Regions from separate parts of the Pan troglodytes genome. Here region 1 is linked to region 2. Evidence: chromatin contacts called from public capture Hi-C data. All regions are on one chromosome and are shown on one strand. Each heading gives the region's core, a stretch centred on a gene start, on an enhancer-like site or on the middle of the called end of the contact. The rest is flanking DNA. Distances are from core to core; before and after follow the strand shown.

Evidence for each region. Capture Hi-C pulls out chosen DNA fragments and counts their contacts.
Region 1: a contact with region 2 is called in a capture Hi-C map of stem cell-derived neural stem cells, with 6 times the contacts expected there. The contact joins two enhancer-like sites. A contact is called at or near these places in 5 of 7 Hi-C or Micro-C datasets (blood, induced pluripotent stem cells, a lymphoblastoid cell line and 1 more), 1 of 1 datasets of contacts at active chromatin or transcription factors (stem cell-derived excitatory neurons) and 1 of 1 other capture datasets (stem cell-derived neural stem cells).

Annotation. Positions count from the first base shown.
Region 1 is chr2:49,222,638-49,229,563 of NHGRI_mPanTro3-v2.0_pri, forward strand. No RefSeq gene overlaps it. Among named protein-coding and RNA genes, the nearest start is that of TMEM158, 12 kb to the right of the region's middle. Within about 2 kb of position 4,209, at least 2 of the 24 cell types and tissues checked have an H3K27ac peak or open chromatin away from gene starts, as enhancers often do. A contact at or near this core is called in stem cell-derived neural stem cells, where this site is marked.
Region 2 is chr2:49,044,226-49,050,418 of NHGRI_mPanTro3-v2.0_pri, forward strand. CLEC3B (C-type lectin domain family 3 member B) reads left to right here. Exons shown (of 2, transcript XM_009445339.4): 2 at 1,387-1,929. The coding sequence ends at 1,787. Among named protein-coding and RNA genes, the nearest start is that of CLEC3B, 11 kb to the left of the region's middle. Within about 2 kb of position 2,011, at least 7 of the 24 cell types and tissues checked have an H3K27ac peak or open chromatin away from gene starts, as enhancers often do. A contact at or near this core is called in stem cell-derived neural stem cells, where this site is marked.

The DNA.
Region 1 (6,926 bases), core at 2,959-5,458, 180 kb after region 2:
AGGGCTTGTGCAACCTTAGACATTAAACGTCTCTAAGCCTGTTTCTTATCAGTAAAAGGAAGATCAAAGTACCTAGCTCTTTGGGTTCTTTGTTAAAAATAAGATTATGCTTTGGATTCCTCAGAAATAGATCCTGAGAGATTCAGACGTAAGTAGTTTATTTGAGAAGTGACTCCAGGAAAAACCACTTGGGGAGGGGGATGTGAGCCAGGAGTGGGGAAGAAGATGGCAAGAGTGACTTATCCAGCAAGTGTTTTGCCACTGAGGGCACCTGCACGCCATTCCTCTCAGTAGGACCTTGCCTGAGGGGCGAGGGAGCTGGGGTATTTATCCACAGATTCCCATCAGTCACTGTGGGAGGACCACTCCTGGGGTGCCTTAATGCCTCAGCTGTCTCACTTATTTGACACGTGGGCACAGTGGGCACCAGCAACCAGAGAGGGTCCTCAGATAGATTCAGAAATGATGGCATTCGGAAGTTGGGACAACATGTATGGAAATGGTTAGTGGGGAGGGGGGATGGCTGGGGCACCACCAAAGTCTTCTATATGCATGATTAAAAATTCTCAGAACATAGTAACATTTCAATAAACAATAGCTATTTATAATAGTACACATCAGTGGTCCCCGGCAAAGTGTGACACAGCTGATAACCTAGAGGTAGGTCCAGATAGGCTGTGTGCCATGGGAACGCTAGGCACCAACAGCCCTACAGCAGGTGTTTTGTGTCCCCTCATGTATATATAGGGGAACTGAGGCTCATGGAGCATGAGAGCCTTGTTGAAGGTCATGGGGCCGATCGTGCCAATGTTGGTCTCCTGCGAGCTGTGCTGCTGCTCCCACCAGTCCAGGACTGTAAAGAGTTTTCATTCTGTGTCTGTGTTAAAATGTGCTCTCTCTGAGCCCCACCATGACAGCGCAGAAATTTGTTTCCATCTGTAAAATGTCAAGGCTGAATCTTTTATGTTCTGCCCTGGGTCTGTGCCCGATAATGAACTCCATCCAAGCCCTGTGGCTGCCTCCAGCCCACGAGACTCTTTGGAACAAAACGAATAATTCTCAGTGGCAGGAGAGAGTGAGGGAATGGTTTCATCACTCTTTTCCTGCACGACTCAGACCTGAGAGAAAAGAAGAGGGAATTGGCAGAAATAGAAGGCGGCAGGGACGCTCTCTCACTTGTTCCCTGCAGTCATGCCTGTATGGAATTTGGGAGTTTGCTGGACCAGGGGGGCTGCTTTGGGTCCACTGGGAGCAGAAACCTGGGGTTCCATCACCTGCCTCATGGCGGGGCATCGAGTCTGCTCTCAGCTCTCTTTCCTGAACACCATTGCCACATCTGTCTGTGCTGGTGACGAAAGAGAGAGAAGCCTCAACTGTCTCCTTTGTACTGCACTAGGCCATTCCGCAACTCAAGCAGGAGAAAAACCCAGGAGTGGGGTGGCGTAGGCGGGGCCACCACAAGGAGCCCGTGCATCAGGGGGCGCAGGCTGTTTCTGGATCATTCCACTGGGAAGGGGACAAAACCCATCTTTTATGACCCATGTTCAGTTCTCAGTTGGAGTCAGGTAAGCCTTTCCCTTATTCTTATTATTTTAAAAATGTTTTCTAAAAGTGTGGTATGACATACATAACATGCAATTCTTTTATGTTTGTTTGTTTATCTATTTATTTATTTATTTTGAGATGGAGTTTCGCTCTTGTTGCCCAGGCTGGAGTGCAATGGCGTGATCTTGACTCACCGCAACCTCCACCTTCCGGTTTCAAGCAATTCTCCTGTCTCAGCCTCCCAAGTAGCTGGGATTACAGGCATGTAATCCCACCATGCCTGGCTATTAAATTAATATTTAACCCTTTTAAAGGATATGATTTGGTGGCATTAATTACATCCACAATATTGTGAAACCACCACCACTCTCTGGTTTCAAAAGTTTTTTATCATCCCAAACAGAACCAACTAGGCTATAAGATAGTCCTGGGTGAGCCAGGGCTCCAGTTGGGACATGTGTTTCTGAAGGAGTGTGGAGAGGAAGTAAACTCTTAGGTATATTTTCCTTTAAAATCATGACAACAGTAACTACGGGAGAGGTACTGTTATTATTCCCATTTTACAGAAAAGGAAACTGAGGCCTAGAAAGCAGCTGGCCAGTGCCAGGGCTAGTATTTGAAATAGACTAGTCTGGCCTCACTGGGCACCACCTCCACCCCACCTGGCTGGTCCCACTTCTCACTCCATTCTGCTGGAATCATTCCATGAGCTAAAATGTCTAACGATGTTGGGCCTTTGACTTCCCTCTGAAGGGAATTGGTAGGCTGAGCTGAATCTGCAGGGTTTCGGCCATCTCATCTGGCAAATTAAGTGTGACATGGGGGTTCCGGAATGAGGTGGGTGTGAATTGTAAAGAACACGGGCTTATTTGAGCCTAGAATCGGGCCAGTCATGGATCTACATTGAAAAGGGACTTGGGGAGCTGTATGAGTGGGGCTGGGCCATTCCTGGAGTGGCGAGGCCTTCCTGGAGGATCCCACATCTGTTTGCTGCTTCAGCACAGGAGAGAGACTCTTTGAGGGGATGCAAACCTGGAGAGTCCCCTCCCCACACTGAAGGATCAGAAACGATGGAGGGTCCTTGCCCCAGTGCAGCGGCAGAGCCTGTGGCCCCAGCCCTATGCGGTGCTGGGACTCTCCATTTCAGTGGGGTGGCCAGAGGGGAGGCAGAAGGCCCCGAGAAACCTTTCCTTCCACATCCCCAGGGCCCCAGAGTGAACCAGACTCTAGGTAGTGGGAGAGGGGATGCTTGCAAAAGATCAAGAACAACAGCCCTGAAGATTTTCAACAATCAGTATTAGTAAACCTCACTCATGAAGCACTTTCTATGTGCCAAGGAACACCCTAGGGGTTCTTCATAATTACTCTTCCCAACTCTCTGGCTGCTGGGTAGGTATTATTTTCTCTGTTTTACAGATGAGGAAGAGAATGCCCAGCAAGGTAAAATGGCAGAGCTAAGATGCAAACAAACTCAGGTCTGCGATGCCCAAACCCCTGTTCCTTTCCCTCCTTGTATCTGAAAACTCTTCTTGGCACCAGGGGAGGTGCATCTGGGAGTGGCTGTGTCTGCCTGCATGTTGATGCTGGTGGCGTGCACGTGTGTGGGCCGGGAGGTGGGTCTGTGACATCCTGGGTGAAAGGCAGTGGAGCGAGGGCTTCTCTGGCGTTGCTGATGACTACCTGAATCTCCTGTTTCTCTGGGCCGGCTGTCTAGCAGCCAGGTGGGGACACACATCTCGATCTGTCCTCAGGTGCTCTAAACCGAGGTGAAGGTTCACAAAGCCACCAGAAGAGCTGCTTTTTCCTTGCAGATGCCTATCTGGAGTGGGTGTCACTTGGCGACAGGAATGGCATTTCCCACAGAGGTGTTGGTGGCGCTTAAAACCCGGTTTAGTCAGGCCACACAGGAAATCTGCCCAATGTTTTCTGAGCCTGGGCTGGAAGAGGCCTACAAGGAAACCACAGGAACACACAATTTTTGCTCATAATGCAATTCAACAGACAGTTCTTGAGGGCCTGTGTGGGCACATCTCTGAGACACCAAGATGGTAAAATTCCAGGATTCTCCCCACACCCAGGGAGGACATCCTAGCTGCCCCACTGTGCACTTTGGAGGCACAGCCCTCATTAGATTGCTGTGAGGATTTGGAAGGTCAAGTTCCTGGCATCTACAACCCATGCTAATTTCTTCTCTTCCTTACTTTAGAGCATGATATTCATTGCTAACTGACAAAGAAATCATTTTTAAAATGTAAAACATTTCTTCTTTCTTGTTTACCTCATTGACTTGAAAAAAAATCTTTACTCCATGGCCCTGGTCATTTGAATAGAAAAATGCAAAAATCATAATGATTTTATAGATTATTAGAGCCACGCAAACAGCCAATTTAGACAATCCAGGGCAAAATACATTCTGATATCTTAAGCATCCTCTTTTCTTACTTGTACATGTTTCCCCTTCAAGTCACTCAGAAAAATGAGAGGACTTGGCCTCTGTTTCAGTCTACCTGCTGGAAAAATCCTCGAGGGAAGTGTCTTTGTGGTGGATGTGGTCTGACTTGGCCTGGAAGATGGGGAGGGAAAGTCTGAACACAAAACTGCAGGCCTGCGAGGGACTGGGGCCTTACCTGCCCCAACCCCCTTGTTCTGTAGAGGAGGAGACGGAAGCTCAAGCCACAGCCAAACGGCTCATGCATGGCAGGGCAGGTACTGCAAGCAGGTGTCCTGGGGTCCTGTCCCATGCTATTACCAGCCTGCTGGTGGCCTCAGCAAATTCCCTAATACTGAGGGGCTTCCCTTATAATGCACATACTGGGGAACCAGGACTTTGCACGCAATGACAGATGGCAGGGACTTCTGACCTCATTAGGGAGGGCCAGCATGACAAAGCCAGCTGTACCTCAGTGGGCCCCAGTGCAGGACACCAGAGACAAGACCACCCAGCCAGATCTCCTCGAGACTGGCAAGGCCTGGTGGTCAGCATTGTTGGCCGGAGAGGGAGTTGAAACTTTGATGGGCACATTTAAGCTTCATGTCCTCTGGGCACCCCCCACTCCACCATTGATGGGAATGGCACTGAAGAACACTGTGAGGTCTGCAGTGAATGCTGCAGGAACCCCATCCACATTCCTCTTACAGCTGCTCTGAGTGTAGGCTGCAGACTTCTCCCAGCTGCCTCCCCTTCTAGAGAGCTGGGCCCAGCTAAACGGAAGCTGCCAGGGAGGCTGTGCTGACTCCTCTACCTAGAATTTGACCCGTGATTGGTTAAAGTGGAAATACAAAAGACCAGCCCTTTGTCTCAAGGTGCAGCAACTGTGGTGCACGGCCTGCTCCAGAGGTTCCCCTGGGGTCAGGCTGAAGCCCACATCAGCTGAGACCACGTGCTTGCTTTGCTACTTCCCCTGCCCCATCCTGCTTCCCTCACTCCCCTTCTCCTGAAAGCATGCCCCAATTCATCGCTTGGATGAGACTCTCCATCTCAGGCTCTGCTTCTAGGGAACCCAGTCTAAGTCACGATCCATTCTGGAAGACCTTAACACTTTCCACTGACTGTGAGTGCTGCCGAATACATTTTGACCCATTGGTGGTTCCTGTCCTTGGTGATTCCCCGACCTCTGGCGAGATCTTTTCCTCTCTGGCAAGCCTCTGGATGTTCTGACTTCAGAGGGGTTCTGGCTGCAGCTTTAACTCAGCCATATGTTGTGACAGCTCTTGGAGCAGCATTACACGGGAGCAATATCCTTCCTGCTAATTGGATCTCAGAATTCATTTTCGGACCAAAGACATCAAATAAACCCAGGAAATACGAAGCCGTTCGCAGTTATGACTTGAGACGAATTGAGTTGTTCATCCTCTAAAGTTGTGTTCTGTTCCTTATCAGCCTCATCTGAAATCTCAGACACAAAAGCAGAGATGTTTCTGCCAGGAGGGGCGGGAAGTTCGGTCTGGCTTTGATATGTGTCTGGAGATGATAAACTTGGGAAGGGAAATATAGCAGATCCAATCCTCCCTCCCCCATCTCCATTAGGTCTTTGGCCTTGATAGATTTCAATATCCTGTGCAGCTGATGTCTGACCCACGCATCAAGAATACAGCCTTCACACACCTGCCGTGAGAAGCCCTCTATGACCTTCTGCAGAGGGAGGGAACTGCCTAAGAGCTGCTGAGTGCAGGAATGCAGGGTGCTAAGAAGTGGGTACCCAGTTTGGGGTTAAAATATGTGTAATATATCCATTTGAATACCCATCAATAAATATCAGTCATGCTCACTTTTGGGTGCTGGGGGTTATTGGAGATATTGATTCATTTGTTTTATGAGTGGTATTTTCTAATTTTTCTATGATATAACACTGGTCTAGTAAAGAAATACAAGTTTTAAAAGCAGTTATGCACAACACAGTTCCTTTTTTTTTTTGAGATGGAGTTTGGCTTTTGTCTCCCAGGCTGGAGTGCAATGGCGTGATCTCAGCTCACTGCAACCTCTGCCTCCCGGGTTCAAGCAATTCTCCTGCCTCAGCCTCCCGAGTAGCTGGGATTACAGGTGCCTGCCACCACACCGGGCTAATTTTTGCATTTTTAGTAGAGATGGGGTTTCACCATGTTGGCCAGGGTGGTCTCGAACTCCTAACCTCAGGTGATCCACCCGCTTTGGCCTCCCAAAGTGCTGGGATTACGGGCATGAGCCACCACGCCTGGCCATTTCCATTTTTTAATATGAATAATTACTTATGGTCACAGACACGTGTAAAACAAAACTGCAACTACATGCACCAAAATGTTTGCAGGGCTTAGTTTTGGGTAGTAGGAAGATGAGTGGTCTTTTCTTTCTTTTTTACTTAGCAAGGTATTCTATGACTTCAGGCAATGCTGTATGGTAAAATATCCATTCTCAGTCTCTGATGGACCTGCACAGTGTTAACCAACACAGGTCCCCTCTCAGGGACATGGTGATGGCCTTGCACTGGCATGGTGGGATGTGCCTTTCAGGCTGAGTGAGACACTGGAACTCAGTGATCCAAGGAGAGAGGATGGAGCTAGTCCCCTTGGGATAGCTCTGCAGGATAGAAGCCAGCAGAACCTGCTCCCAGCCACCAGGCAGGCTCCTGCCCATGTGCCCCTCCTGCCTGGAGTCTTCCCATGGAGGGTCCTCCATGTGCATGTTCTGCTCTCCATTCTCCCCGTGCCTCAGCCTCCAGCTCCAGGGCACCCACTCCATTCTCCCCTGTGCCTTTCGGTGGGAGCATTTGGGTCTCTCATTTTGTGCGAGTGCAGGGCTGATGAGAAAGGGGATCATCTTTCTGTTCTTAGAGCTGATGTTTCAATTATCTTTTCCTTCTCTCCTCTTAGTTATTGCCTTTCCTTCTATTTCTTCTGCTTCTTCC
Region 2 (6,193 bases), core at 761-3,260:
AGGACTTTCTTCCTGCAGCATTCCTGGCAGCCAGGGCAGTGAATCCTTCATCCCCAACAAAAGTCTAGGTAGCACGTCAGTGTTACCAGCAGGAAGGAAAGGCAATGAAGGCCGCTTGGCTAAGCTGCAGGATAGCACGAGGTAGGACAGCTGACTTGGGGCAGAGTCTGTGGGTAGACACCTCTGTAATGCTTCAGGCCCCATGTTTAAAGTCGGTTGTGGTGTCAGATGCCCATGGGGACACTGGGATGCTGTCCATTGATATTTGTTGAGTGAAATGGAAGTAACTGAGTGGGAATGGATAGAGGGGAGTGCAGACATCCCCCAAAGTGGTGGGGTCACCAGCAAGAGGACAAATGCAAACATACACCTGTCTGTCAAGATATTCCTTTCCACAGAAATCTTTAGTAAAAGGTGAACGATTTATATGATCTCAAGAGAAATCAGAGTATGTCTAGATATTTCAGCTAGAAATCAAGCTGAAAATGCAAACTGCAAAACAAAAATAGATTTTATCCTCCTAACTTGACCAAATATGTGCCTTCATCACAACCTTTGGGGCCAGGCTCAAACTGAGAATTTGTGGACACCTCAGAGTCCCTTGCCTGATCGCCGGCCTCTGACCACAGCCTGTGCCCAGCACTTCCTGTCTTCTCTCTTGCAGTCTCAGCTCTATCCTCTCAGCCCCACCCTACCAGCCCTCAGGAGAACTGACCCTGCAAAAGGCACTTGGCAGGCCCTGGAAGCTTGCTTGGGCTGTTTGGGTAGGGATTTGGGGCCCTGGGTACATGAAGTGTGGCCTAGGCTGTAGGTGGGCAGGTGCCCTGGCCCTGCAAGCTGCTTGATCTTAGGGAGGGGCATGGAGGAAGGAGAACCAGAGCAGGTGGCTGTGGCTGGGCTCCCTGGGAAGCTGACTCTGAGACAGAGCTAATTTGTTAGGGTGAGCCCTAGGAGCCACACATGTGGGGGCGGGGGGAAGAGGAAGTGGGCAGAGGGAGAGCTGAGCTGCAGTGCAGGCACCAGGCCAGCCTCTGTGACCCAAGGAGATGGGGTGGGTAAAGGCCAGAAATGACTGAGGTGGAGGCCTGGGAAGGGGTGTCAGCTGGGGCTGGGTGCTTCTGTAGCACAAGGGCTGCCTTTTCTCCCAGCCGCGGGAGCACCAAGACCTCCTGAGTGGGGATCTGGATCTGTACGGCAGTGGCCACCACAGCCAGGTCCTCAAAGTGCATGAACCATCAGGACCCCTTTTGCCTGGGTCTAAGGGGCTGTCAGGACTGATGGGATAAACGGGATGGGATGGAGGACGGTGGGCTTGGCCTGGGCGGTTGGCTCTTTGCCTGGGGAACAGGGGGACCTTCGGTGACAGCCATTTCTCCCCACTCCCAGTCTGCCTGAAGGGGACCAAGGTGCACATGAAATGCTTTCTGGCCTTCACCCAGACGAAGACCTTCCACGAGGCCAGCGAGGACTGCATCTCGCGCGGGGGCACACTGGGCACCCCTCAGACTGGCTCGGAGAACGACGCCCTGTATGAGTACCTGCGCCAGAGCGTGGGCAACGAGGCCGAGATCTGGCTGGGCCTCAACGACATGGCGGCCGAGGGCACCTGGGTGGACATGACCGGCGCCCGCATCGCCTACAAGAACTGGGAGACTGAGATCACCGCGCAACCCGATGGCGGCAAGACCGAGAACTGCGCGGTCCTGTCAGGCGCGGCCAACGGCAAGTGGTTCGACAAGCGCTGCCGCGATCAGCTGCCCTACATCTGCCAGTTCGGGATCGTGTAGCCGGCGGGGCGGGGGCCGTGGGGGGCCTGGAGGAGGGCAGGGGCCGCGGGAGGCCGGGAGGAGGGTGGGGACCTTGCAGCCCCCATCCCCTCCGTGCGCTTGGAGCCTCTTTTTGCAAATAAAGTCGGTGCAGCTTCGCGGAGAGGAGAGGCGCTGCAGTCTGTGCTGTGTCCGCGGGGCGGGGAGGAGGTCCCAGGAGCCGGTTCGAAAGCTCCCTCCGTGATGAAGTAGGCGAGAAGGGAGGAGGTGAAGGAGGGCGAGCTGAGCACACGCGCTTCATGCCACAGGAGGGTGGGAATGAGCGGAGGACTGAGGAGAGGAAGGAGGGAAAGAATAGGGAGATGAAAACGCCCCGGTCTGCTGCTAAGCACAGCACAGTTACCAAAGCCAGGAAACTAACACTGACACGATATTTTATTTACGTTACAGCTCTATTCAAAGCTCCAGGCTTCTTTTTGTAGAATCGTTTCCATCTGCTGGAATCCAGCATCGCCCCCACCCCCCGCCCCATTTCTAGGGGGATGCCCCCACCGCTGACCTCTCCTGCTGTAGATCTATTTCTGGGAGGCACTGACGTGCTGAGTCTTGCTATGGGGTCGGCGGGGAGTGGGGAGCTGGGCCTGCCCACAGGGGAGATGGGCATTCCCCTTCTTCCTCAGGACATCCCAGGAGCCAAATACGACGGCCAGCACTGCCCGACCCGTGCGTCCTTTTCCTTCCCACTCTTCACAGAAAGCTGCTCAGGGGTCCAGGCGCAGGCATTTTAAATACGTTGTCTTATTTCACCTGATCCACCCAGGACAAGCTGTGCTATTATCACCATTTAAAATAAGCAAAGTGAGTTGAAACTCATGGAGGTTTGGGGACTTCCACTGGTCCTGAAGCTGGTAAGTAGCAGAGCCGGGATTTAACCCAGGGCTGTTTCCAAAGGCCTTGGCCTTTCCACCACCACTGCAATGCTTGCTTCGTGTGGCCAGAACGTCACTGAAATAAAACATCAGAGAAGTGGCCCAGTGGTCCTCAGAGGCTGTTGGCCAGCTCTTGGCCTGACCTGGCCCACCCAGCCATCGTGGGCCTGGCTGTAGTGACCCCTCCTGGGGGAGTCTTCCTTATCCTTCAGCCACCGCCAGTGCTCCACTGTCTGGGCTTCTGCAGTAACTGTTTCTCTCTGGTTGTCTTCTAGTGTGTCTCGCCTTCAGTAATAATAAGTGGATGATAGTTTGATTTGATCGATGGAGATGGGGTGGTTGGGGGAGGCAGCTTACAGAGAATTATGTACGTACTTCATGCCAGGCAGCCTGTTCCTCATCATCACAGAAAGCACCTCTTGAAATTCAACAATTTCAACGATTGTTGGAGGAGGTGATGAGATCCATTGGCATAAGCCCAGAAACTGCTTCAGAAGAGTGATGTGGTATGTTCCAGACCCCTCAGCAAGCGAGAGGCAAAGCTTAGACTGAAATCTACATCTTGTAACTCCGAGGCTTGGATTCTTTTCATCCCCCACTCAGCTTCCTAGCGGGATATAGGTGAACAGGGTTTTGTTTTGTTTTGTTTTGTTCTGTTTTTTTGTTTTGTTTTGTTTTTTGTTTTTTGAGACGGAGTCTCCCTCTCTCGCCCAGGCTAGAGTGCAGTGGCACGATCTCGGCTCACTGCAAGCTCCGCCTCCTGGGTTCACGCCATTCTCCTGCCTCAGCCTCCCGAGTAGCTGGGACTACAGGCGCCTGCCACCACGCCCTGCTAATTTTTTGTATTTTTAGTAGAGACGGGGTTTCACCGTGTTAGCCAGGATGGTCTCTATCTCCTGACCTTGTGATCCGCCGGCCGCGGCCTCCCAAAGTGCCGGGATTACAGGCATGAGCCACCAGGCACGGCTGAACAGGGTTTTTTTAAAGTTCCTGAACTGGGTGGCTGCCCACAAGAGGGCACTCATGCCTCTGCGTGTGAGTGTGGAACCTGGTCGACTGCTGTGACACTCTTTGGGAAGACAGTCGGCATTTTCCACTTCCAGCAGCAGGTGGCAGTATGGGCAAGAGTACCATCACCCATCTTTCATCTACCACCCATGTGCTTACATCTGGGCTGCTGAGATCTGCATACTTCGAATTGAGTATACCTGTCCTTCAATCTTGTCTTTACTTAAAATTTTGACATTTTCTTCACCATTTTTTGAACATTAATTCTGATTTTAAAAAAAATTTGCATTCAAATATTATTTCTCTTGCTTACTGAGTTTTGGTATCCCCTTAAATTTTGTGCCCCAGGTGAATGCCTCACTCATCTCACTAGTCCCTGCCCTGCCTCAGAGGTACACACTTTGGAGAATTTCCCAGGGGTTATACAAACAATGATCGTTTTAAGTGACTCAGTTTCTATTACTCTTTTCTTTTGTATTACTCCTTACTAGAATTGAGCTACCTTGGTGCAGGCCTGGGGAACAGGCTTTCTTTCCCACCTCCTGTTTTGCAATCTCCCTTTTCCATTTTACAAAAGAAAGGCCAGCTCTTCACCCTTCCTGCTCTTACCATGGGGTGTGGCCTGGTGTGTAAAAAACCTTGGGGATGCCAAACAGAAGACGAATTGAAATCTTGGTTTAGGTGTTAAGTAAAAGGCCATGTGAAAAATTGTTTTGCAAACTTAGTGGTTTCTAATCCTTTGCCTTTAACCTCCGAGATGAGCTTAATCAAGTTCTCAGCTGATAGACCATACAAAGTAATTTCCAATGACAGAACACTTTTTTCTTTTTAACAATTTATTTTATTTTACTTTAAGTTCTGGGTTACATGTGCAGAATGTGTAGGTCTGTTGCATGGGTATACATGTGCCACGGTGGTTTGCTGCACCTATCAACCCATCATCTAGGTTTTAAGCCCCGCATGCCTTAGGTATTTGTCCTAATGCTCTCCCTCCTGACAGAACACTTTTGACCTTTACCTTAGAAGCTCAAGTACTAAGTGACACTGCTATAACAAAACTCCTTTCAGTCTCACCAACTTACTTACCTGAACAAAGTTTCTCAACATTAACAACTCTAAAAGTGAAAAATAGGAATCTTATTGATGCTGAATCCTGCTGTATTCTGCTAGATATGTGAGCCAATTTTTAAGAACTCTATTCATCTGATTAAGAGTAGTGTTTAATTGTGTTTATAAAAATATGTCATAGACCTGTGATGATTTGATCAATTGTGCTAATGGTAATTGTGTTAGGGGAATGCTAGAAAACTAAGTTGCAGGGGCACTGGCCTAAGCCCTTTCTTGGAGAACAGTGCTGCCCTCGGCATCTGTGAGGATGGCCAAGCAGGAGGAGGTGGTTTCTGGGAAGGATCTTTCTGTCAGCTCTTGGCCTTCACTAGTGTGTGGGAGCCATGTGCACAGACCTGGCTGAGTCTTGCTCTCTTCTCCTCACTCCACCACCTCTGCTGTGCCTGTTCCTGTTCCTCCTTTCCCTTCTGGTCATTCCTTCACCCTTCCTCACCCCAGCCTATCCCAGCCAAGGGGAGGAAGAGCTGGAAGGAGGCAGTACAGATGGAGACCCTCCGTGTGAAGAAAGGGGTGCATGGGAGACCTGAGGCTGGTCCTGGCAGTACTGGCTGTGGGACCCTGGAGAAGGCCTGTGGGGCATCTTGGCCCCCGGTTTCTTCATCCGCAAAATGAAGTTTGGATTAGATGATCTCTAAGACTCCTGAGTTCAAGATTCTACCCACTGTTCTCAGGAAAGTTTTTGTAGAATCCTTTCCAGATAAGAAAGCTATTTTGTAGAATGGAAATGGTGGCTGTTTCCTCTGCCCATCAAGGCTCATCCCCTTCACTGACTGTCTCATTTTCTGCAGTGACTATTGGCCATTGCTATCTCTTGAATCCCAAATGTGTACACGTTCAGATGCCTGGTAGACACCACCACCTAGAAGCCCTTAGGCACCTATGTCAACATGTCCAAAAGGGAACTCAGGGTCTTTCCACTCAAATCTGCTCCTCTTCCTGAGTTTACCATCTCTGTGAAGATCCTCACCTGCCCAGTTACCCAAACGCCAAACCTGTGGGGCATCAAAGGTGACTTAGTGTCTGTCTTGAGACACTTGAGATCCAAGTAATTACCAGGACTCTATGATTTTTGCTTCCCAAAGAACTCTCTGATCTGTTCCCTCTCCTCCAATTCCATTGCTGTGGGGCTCAAGTCTCCTGCTTGAACCATTGCAAATAACAGTCTTACTGTTTCCGTAACTCCCCCGTGTCTCTCCCACCCACCATAAACCATGACCTTTGCTGCATAAGCACTAGTTGTATGGGAGAGAAAGGCTGGTTCAGGCCTCGGTTGGAGCTGGCCCATGGAAAGCGATCTTCTCTTCCATGTGCAAACATGCACATCTTTGCCTCATCTGAAAACACTGCTCTGCTGGTGTGGCC